Linked DNA regions of Gasterosteus aculeatus: region 1 is linked to region 2. A link is a contact called in public Hi-C data. All regions are on one chromosome and are shown on one strand. Each heading gives the region's core, a stretch centred on a gene start, on an enhancer-like site or on the middle of the called end of the contact. The rest is flanking DNA. Distances are from core to core; before and after follow the strand shown.

Region 1 (4,539 bases), core at 1,389-3,888, 100 kb after region 2:
AACTTTTTTGCAGATGGCTGCGACCCTCCTTGACACAACACAGCATAAAAAAGAAAATGCAACACATATTTTCTTACAAACCTGTAGTTTGGTTTTGGTCCACGTTTTGAGATGCAGGATTTATTACTTTATTACCCAAATTCAACTGAGGCAGAGAGTACGTGTGATGGTCGAAGCATTACAAGAATTCACAGAGCAGTTATGGACCCTTTTATATACCACTTTCAATGCTATGAGCACCATAACAAAATTCCTTCTCACCTCCATTATGCGCATAAATCTACGAGCCAGATTTAGACGCGTGATGTGAATTTGCTTTTTGGGGGCTTGTGGTCGGCATCGTTCCCACACACAGTGTGCCATTAGCGACAAGCAAGTCTGCTGTTTTGGGCATAAAAGACTCTTCGCACCGAATATGGAGGCAAAACTGGGATTTGCTTTTTTTTTTTTACAGGTAGCATCTCGTGGGTTAATTGTACATTACATAAACAGCTGAAGTTTATGGTGCAATTTTTCAGCTTCTCCCCAACACAGTAAGTGGACCACTTGCCATTTTGTCACCCGAGGAATAAGCTCCCCCACAATGTTACTTTTTCACATTAAGGACATGTTTTCAAATGAAAATCAACATTTGGATGAATTGATGGGGTGCAGACTCCGCCAAAAAAGCACCCGAGCACAACACCAGAGGCCAGACATGCAGAGTGCTCCTCAAATCCAAGCGTCAGTGTCACACCAGAGAGTGAAAGCACACGCGCACAAACAGACACAGACACAAACACAGACGTAGACATAAATACACACACACGCACACACACACACACGACATGAAAACCGGCAGACCGAAAAACACCCGGACGCTGCGCGTTAACACAGACAGATATTCACAGACCACTGCAGCAGACGGAGACGCAGCAGACTGCTATTTTTGATGCCACATGGTTGCTTTAAAATACGCGCTTCCGCGAGGAAACAAAAGCGAGCGCGAGCCGCTTTTGGGACGTTCAACAACCGCCAGGCCACTGCGAGGTGGAGGTCAGCTCGAACGGAGAGGCCTGCGCGGCACTACACGTGCAGCAGAGGCAGAATCCAGCTCTCTGACAAGTAGGACCGATTCAAAGCGAGAAACAGAGACATGCGCGACTAAATATCAGCGGACCTTTAGCAGGAGAATGACTTAATAAATGAATAAATTAAATTAAAAAAACAAAGTGTATTGTCATGTCAGGGTGTAGGGATCACGTAGGCCTGGTAGACGTGGCCTCACGCAGCATCCGCACTGCGCATTTCATTATTAATAACTAAACTTACCTCCTCAGTGCAGACTTGGGAGAATTTACCTAAATAAAAAAATATGATAGTATGGAAACAATAGCGAAACCAACCTTGTCCGCTCAGCCCCCTTTGGTCCCGGCTCCTCAAAGTCAGGGTTTATTGTCCCACGCAGTAAAGAAAATCCAGCCACAAACACCTCAGCGGAGGTGGAGGCCAATGGAGACGTCACCTGCCGCAGCACGGGAGCATTTTAGCTAAAGTCCGCACACACCTGCAGCTAACGCGCCGCGTGGATTCGCGTGGGCAGAGGCCACACGCCTAAATTAGCCTTATTGTTTTTACTTAGGAGAGAACGATAAGTAAAAGTAAAATTACAGATGTTTAATTACTCATAATTGCACTATGATACCTCTTAACAGGAGGGGCAGTAAATGTACATTTTTACTTGCACCCCAAGCAAATATTTACTTTTTAACCCTGGAGAATAGTGTAATATAGTCCAAGTTGAAGGGGCCTTTCAATATTTCTAGAGCTGTATTGTGGTTGGTAATACGTGTATTCTCTTCATTAACATGACTCATCAGCCAATTGGAGTTGGCTGTATCGTGTCGCCACAAGCACAAATGATGTAACCACCGTGAGCCTTTAGCTTTTAGAACAAAGATGCACACAGAAGAGCCCGTCTGATGTCATTCTGCTGACCTGGAGTTCCAAACAGAAGGCAGCTTTAACTCTTACTCCGGGCCACCTTTGACCTCCTCTACCACGTTCACACACAAGCATCTGTACATACACAGGAGACCCTTAGCAACTGTTGCTGTTTGGCCTCCTCCTACTCCACACAGAGCCCACCACAACATTAGGCCAAACCTTGACACATGTCTTGAGATAAACAGAGACGCTCTGGAGTAAAGCATCTTTGGCATTCACGTTTGCTTTTGTTTAAATGTGGCCCTCCTTGATGAACAATTTCTTTGCTGAGGTACGCATACTTTCCATGTGTACGTTTGAGCGTGCCTGATTGTGTGGGTATGTGTGGCTGCGAGCAGGCACAGACCCTGATGAAATCGGCCTAATCCTCGGGGCCGATAAAGCCCTGTTGGTGGCAGTCCGGGAGGCCCCCAGGTTGCTCGCCGCCCGGGACCAGCAGCTCTAAGCTGCTTTCTCTGTGTCAGCCGCCTCATGCCGCACCAAGACACAGCCAGCACTGGTTCTCGAAGTGGAGGACATGTACACATGCAGAGGGAGGGGGGGGGGGGGGCACGCTAATGTTCATGCATCTGGAACTGGATGGTATTCTGTATTCTTTAATAACACTCACTGAATGATCCTTCCATAATGATACCTATTCAGCACTGTGCTTTTCATGCTCACAGTAAGTTTCTCAACCCTCATGAACCTCCTTAAAAACAAGACCCTCCTTTTGGCTCCAGAAGGTGTTCGACGTGGACTTTCCCGTGGTGCAACGCTGACCCCAGCAGGAAAAAGGAAGAACTGCATGCCAGAATCTCTTAAGGTGGACCGGTGTTGATCGCTGAGCACTTGGGAGAGAAACTAATGAAGTGGCTGCTGCTGAAGTGGTGCCTGGCTCGACGTGAGCTCTATGAATATGGATTTGAATAAAGTAATCCATGTTTCACCTCCTGTCCGGGAACTTTTAAAGAAAGCAAAGGTGCTGTTCGCTATTTCACTAACTGAGGTAAAAAGCACTGTGAGAGGTGGTCAGGAGAGGTCAGACGCCCAGTGGCTTCGGCCTCAAGTATCCTCTCACACACACACACACACACACACACAGGGATGCCAGCCAAGACGTGTGTGATGGATGCTGGTCGAGATATCCACCTTTTGCCAAAGTAAGGTGTCAAGCCATGGGGCTCGGCGCACACACACACACACACACACACACACACACACATTTATGCACACAATCACAGGCCCCCACAGGCTGAGGTGTGAGAAGCTGCTGGACTCATACGGACGCTTATTTTCAGAGCGAATACGTGGAATCAGAATAAAATCTTCCTTTGTTTTCGGCTGTGGCACCGAGACCCCAAAGAGAGAACATTTATAAAAAGCTTTAATAGTTGGAAAGTGTTTGCAGAGAAAGAGTTCTCCAAATGTGTTCTGTCTGAACAGACGGCCTTATATGGCAAAGTTGACGAGGCTCGCGGGGTAAAAAAAGCTGAAGATACATGTTTAGCTTCAGTGTTGCGGCTCTATCGGGATGAAAGGCCTTCGAGATCAAGCAAACTAATAACCCGAGGGACTGGCGGGCGAGAGACATTCAGAAGTGGAGAGAGAGAGAGAGAGACGGGGTAGGGGGGGGGGCAGATTAGATAAAGGGGACAAGATTGGAGACACAATAGCCAGATGAGGGAGAGGTGAGATAACAAGACCAGCAGGACACACCGCAGGACCGCCGCTTTGACAGGACAGGGGTCCTGCAGAGGAGTTTGGGACACACACACACACACACAAAACACACAAAAAGAGATATGTCAACCATTCCTTGTCAGGTCAGACCACGTTTTCAGCAATTCAGGGCAGTCATTGAAGCCCATGAAGGTCCTTTCCTCCCTGTGCTCTCTTTTAAGTGAGATCAAACCAGAAACAAGTCAATTCAGCAAGTCCTCTCGTCCACGCCGGGGACAATGCGTTGCCTCTGTCTCTCTCTTTCATTTTTGACACAGATTAGTGTGCTTTTGAGAAGAAAAAACACTGTCTTTTTTCCTTCAGGGAGACGAGAGCTTAATGAAAACAGATTGCGCGAGTGGAAATACGAGGCGCGTGCCAAGATTTTCAAGATGTCCAGGCGAAAAGAAAAAAAAAGAACCTCAGCAACAAACACTGATTGCAGTGAAAATGTGATTAGGGGCACTCGTTGGAGAAAAAGGGGGTTGTTATTGTGCGATTTATCTCAGATGCAGTCGGCGGGTCGTGGCGAGGATGAAAACAGCAGGCAGGCAGAATCAGATGTAAAGATTTTGGGAAGTCTTGCTCCCATTATTTCAAGCTGTTACGGTTGGCTGAGGCCAGCTGATTCCCAATGAGCCCACAGCCTCAGAACAACGTCACTCCTCCAGACGAGAGAACTTCCCGTCCCTGTTATCGGAGAGCTCGAGTGATTAACCGGCCCTTGTGCGCGAGGGAGATTTTTTTTAGGTTATGCCGTCGAGCGTCTTCTTGGACCGAAGGGCCGAAAGCTGCGGCCAAGTTAAAAGCTAAGATAAACAAGAGAGAGAACGTCCGTGGTTCGAGGGACGG
Region 2 (4,325 bases), core at 364-2,863:
ACACTACAGCTAACGACTTATATGAAAAATTTGTATACATTACGAGTTGATCACCTTTTCCGTGTCTATTGCCATTTGTTACGGATGCTGGTCAAATATTTTAGTTTACTATAATCTGAAGCGATTAACAATGCGTAAAATGCGCAAAGATCTCTGCAGCCGTACCTGTCTGGTCTGCGTTAGCGGCGCCGTGCTGGTCTTCTTTCTCCAGATTCTTTGGCACCTTCTCCTCGTCCTCGTTGACCCCACACTTGGAGCTCCCCTCCTCTGCCAAAACAGCCCGATCTCTCCGGCGGATCACGTGGACATCCTTCTCGGTGCCCGTGAAGTTAATCGAGTTCTGGGGCTGAATAAAATACTCTGCCCCCTGAAAATAGAATCCGCCCCGAAGTCCGTGGCACAGGTTAAGTGCAGCGGCAGAGTGTTCCTCTCCGTTAACAGTACCAGAAAAGAAGCAACCCGGCTCGGCTCCGCTCTTGGGTTCCTGTGTCGGGTCGGTATCAGGGCTCCCCACGATGTGGAAGACAAAACCGGGCGCCAAGAAAGTCTGGTCGGGCTCTAGCTGCAAGACCAGCTCCTTGCCAAATACGTCCAATCGGTACTCCCTCATCTCCGCCTCCTTCTCTTTCTCCTCCGCAGAGAGAGTCCGCCACGGTTCGGTTTTGCTGTCAGACCGAGCCGTCGGGTCTAGTCTGACCGGCACTACGGTGCTCTCCTCCCACGCGCTATGCGCCACGCCGACGCACAGAGTGGCGATTAAACCAATGGAAAGTTGTAAAAACTTCATCATGCAACTGTGAAATCCGACAAGTGGAAAGACAAATTGATAAAGTCTCTTAAATTAAATCCTTTAAAAGATTTTCCACTACAAGTTACAAACCGCGAGCATCTGAGCCACAAATCTGTCCACAAAATTACGCAGACGCATATAAATCTAAAAAAGGATCAAATCCAGTGGAAAACTTGTTTAAAGTTATGTGCAGTTCTGATTTATTGAAAAAAAACCTATTTCAATAAATTCAAACAAAAGTTCGATCTCGGTGGTAAATCCAACAGGTTTCTTCTCTCTCTCCAAAGCTCAGCAGATGTCTCGATTCTGCTCTATTTGAATTCGGGGCAGGCTTTTCCTCTGCTGACCCGTTTAGTCTGTTCTCTGCTCTTGCCTTGCAGTCAGAACAGAGCAGGTCCCTCCTATATATCCCCCTGCCTCGGGACCACCCCTTTCACGAGGGCCCTTTGATGTGAGAGGGGCCAAGTCCCGTGCGCAACGAAAACGCACCAACCTGGAGCGGTGCCATGACAATCAACAGAGGATAGAGATCTTTGGGGAGAGAAACATTTGCTTCTTCAAACTGGTCTTTCACAATTATGTACAAATACAGACATGACCCACAACTAATACTTCTAAGATCAGTTTCCCCAAAAGGCTTCCCTGTAATATTAGTGCACATATAATGGATCAGTTAGCAACATGCCTTTTATTAAACTGCCCATTCCAACATAAATCAGGGTGACAGGCAGCGGAGGCTGATGTAGAGCAGTGTTGTAGTCGCAACTGGAGAATGGAGATGGCAGCAGGTCCGGGAGTCGTACTCATTCCTCCGTGCCAAGCCGGCTATGGTACGCCGTGGCCGGGTTTGGAGGCTCAGAGCGGGGGCCGCTAAGTTCTTAAGGTAGATCGGTCCACCCAGCCCGCTGCCTCTGCACTCAAACCAGGGCAGACAGAGCCCCTGTCCTCCGGCTTCCTCCCCCCCACCCGCCGTGACTGGTCCTTCTCTCCAACACACAGTTTACGTTGGAGTTTTATTAAGAATAACTGGGAAGCCGCAATACAATTATGTGGAGAAACTACGTACAAGTTTTACAACACTTTGAAGAATCAGACTGTACCAACTACTTAGGGAAATTGAACTCAATTATTCCCTCAATATTTTAATGTGGTGTGAAAATAATTTAAATGTATGAATACGATATTACAACAAGTCACACACACACACACACACACACACACACACACACACACACACACACACACACACACACACACACACACACACGCACACACACACACACACACACACACACACACACACACACAATGAACAAATATAACTCCGTGTGATTTGTCTAACCTGTGACTCACTGGAGCAAACCTCACCGATCAGTCTCTGAAGGGAAAGATCACTGCGGTCCACCTTAAAACCAACAGGTCACAAAAAGGGAACAGTTGTAATTTCATAATGTCCCAGAAGATGGTAGGCACGAGTTTTGGAAATTCCCCACACTGCTGGAGTGATTTTCCATGACTACATGGACCAATCCCAGGTTTGGCCAACAGGGGGCACCTTTAGCATTACATCTGGGAGCCTGGAGGCCGTAACTGACCCGGTGGAGGCAGTACTGCCACAGCCATGTATTGTGGTGACAATGGTTCTGAATCATTTTTGGGTCAGAGCCGCAACTTAATGGCATGAAGAGTTTTAGGGGACATATGGATGTACAGGAGCTGGACACTCTATTCTGTTTTCTATTGAATTTTATTTGTGGACCGAAACTGATCGAGATTGACATCTGTCCACATCTTACATCGTACCCATTTTATATGATCTCATTATGTTGAGGTTATATAGATTCATCTTCCCACCAACATTAAAATGCTGCTAACATGTTGAATCATCAATTGTATTGATCAAATGCAAATAACAGTCCACGGGCCACTGTGGATGTTTACTTTAGATGTGTGTACGTTCCATTGTTATATTGCTATTGTTTAGCTATGTAATTACTTACTGTACGTTCAAAGAAAGGCCACAGTCACAATCATAACTTGTGTGTACCGATAGTGAGGGATTTGCTATATTCAAAACACATGCAATATAAATAAAACATATTGATGCATTTGCTATATGAACAACACAGACACAAAGATATTTAAATATATAGATTTTATGTACATATATTTCATGTGGATGACTAGAAAAGAAACACTATATTCTCACAAAGGAATGATTCTGCGGAGTCATGTTCCTCAGTCAAATAGTAATATGATACAAAATTACTAAAATAAATAAAGCTCATCTTATTGTTTTTTTTTATTCACACACATACCAGTTGTACACACAATAAATTACAAGTTCAGTGCTGTGTTTTCTTTCCCCACTGGAAGAGTCAGAGTAGATTGTGTGTGTACGTGTGTTTGTGTGTGTTACGGTTTCTGAAACACTTGACTGATGGGTGTTTTCTCTGTGTCTGTATGTGTGTGTTTCTGCGTAAATATGGTTGAATGCTTACATGTATATGAAAGATCGACTCTTTGTACAGAAATGTCTACATTGTGTAAACAGATGTGAATGTGTGAGGGAAGAAGGGAGGACGGAGGGTGAGTGGTTTGTTGACCCGGGTCATGTACTTTCTGAAGACCTTCCTCAGGTGCCAGATGTGGAGGGGAGGGGGGGGGGGGGGGTTTGCCACACAGGAAAATGTAATGTAAACAATTAAAGGCAGGTATGTATTTAAGTACATTTGATATGTAATGTATGTTGTATACACTCTTAATGTATCCTTACAATAACCAAATCAAAGCATGATATTGTGAGATTTGGTAAAGGATATTCAGGAATACGTTCCCCAAAAATAACCACAAAAGCAAATCTCCTCACTTACACCTACTGGTGTCTAGTGATGCAAATTGTTGTTTTTCTACTTGGTAAAAAAAATACATTTTACATTTAAATTAACTTTCCTGAGAGTAAGACAAGATTGACACCACACTCATACATGTCTGTTCAATATGGAGCTAGAGCCAGAAGTGTGTTAGCTTAGCATAAAAACGAGCAAATTGTTGTCACTACGCTCCGTTTGTCACACAGACTAAGCAAACAACATTGAGCAGGATCAAGAGATGCTGGTTGGCGTATTTTTATTCTTTGGACACACACCCTTTCCCCTGGCTACAAGTATTAATGCTAAGCTAGGCTAACTATTTCCTGGCTCTAGTTTCAGGAATGAGAGTGGTATCACTCTTCAGATCTATTTCTTAGCGAGAAAATTAATCAAGTATACTTCCCAAAGTGTCAAACAGTTTCTTTAGAACAGCTGCAATATCAACTTCCACAATCAGCGTCCCAGAGTATCAGCGCTGTTTCTTTAGCAGGACGTACATACACGTACTTGGTTGACAGTGAAGTCTGTGGATTGTCTGAAGTGAATGGTGAGTGATAACATGTCGTGTAAAAGCACTTTGAGTGGTTGGAAGACTATAAAATACAAGTACAATCCAGTTACCGTTTAGCATTGTTTTTAGAGTTTTTTCTTAAAATGGTAAA

Evidence for each region. Hi-C and Micro-C count contacts between places; a contact is called where the count stands out from the background.
Region 1: a contact with region 2 is called in a Hi-C map of skeletal muscle, with 8 times the contacts expected there. The contact joins the enhancer-like site here to the promoter of adamts1 in region 2. A contact is called at or near these places in 3 of 6 Hi-C or Micro-C datasets (skeletal muscle, tail fin and whole body).

Annotation. Positions count from the first base shown.
Region 1 is chr1:24,320,178-24,324,716 of fGasAcu3.hap1.1, forward strand. No RefSeq gene overlaps it. Among protein-coding and RNA genes, the nearest start is that of LOC120825181, 56 kb to the right of the region's middle. Within about 2 kb of position 2,639, at least 1 of the 9 cell types and tissues checked has open chromatin away from gene starts, as enhancers often do.
Region 2 is chr1:24,220,947-24,225,271 of fGasAcu3.hap1.1, forward strand. adamts1 (ADAM metallopeptidase with thrombospondin type 1 motif, 1) reads right to left here and starts at 1,614. Exons shown (of 8, transcript XM_040188491.2): 1 at 166-1,614. The coding sequence starts at 790. adamts5 (ADAM metallopeptidase with thrombospondin type 1 motif, 5 (aggrecanase-2)) reads right to left here. Exons shown (of 8, transcript XM_040177479.2): 8 at 2,929-4,325.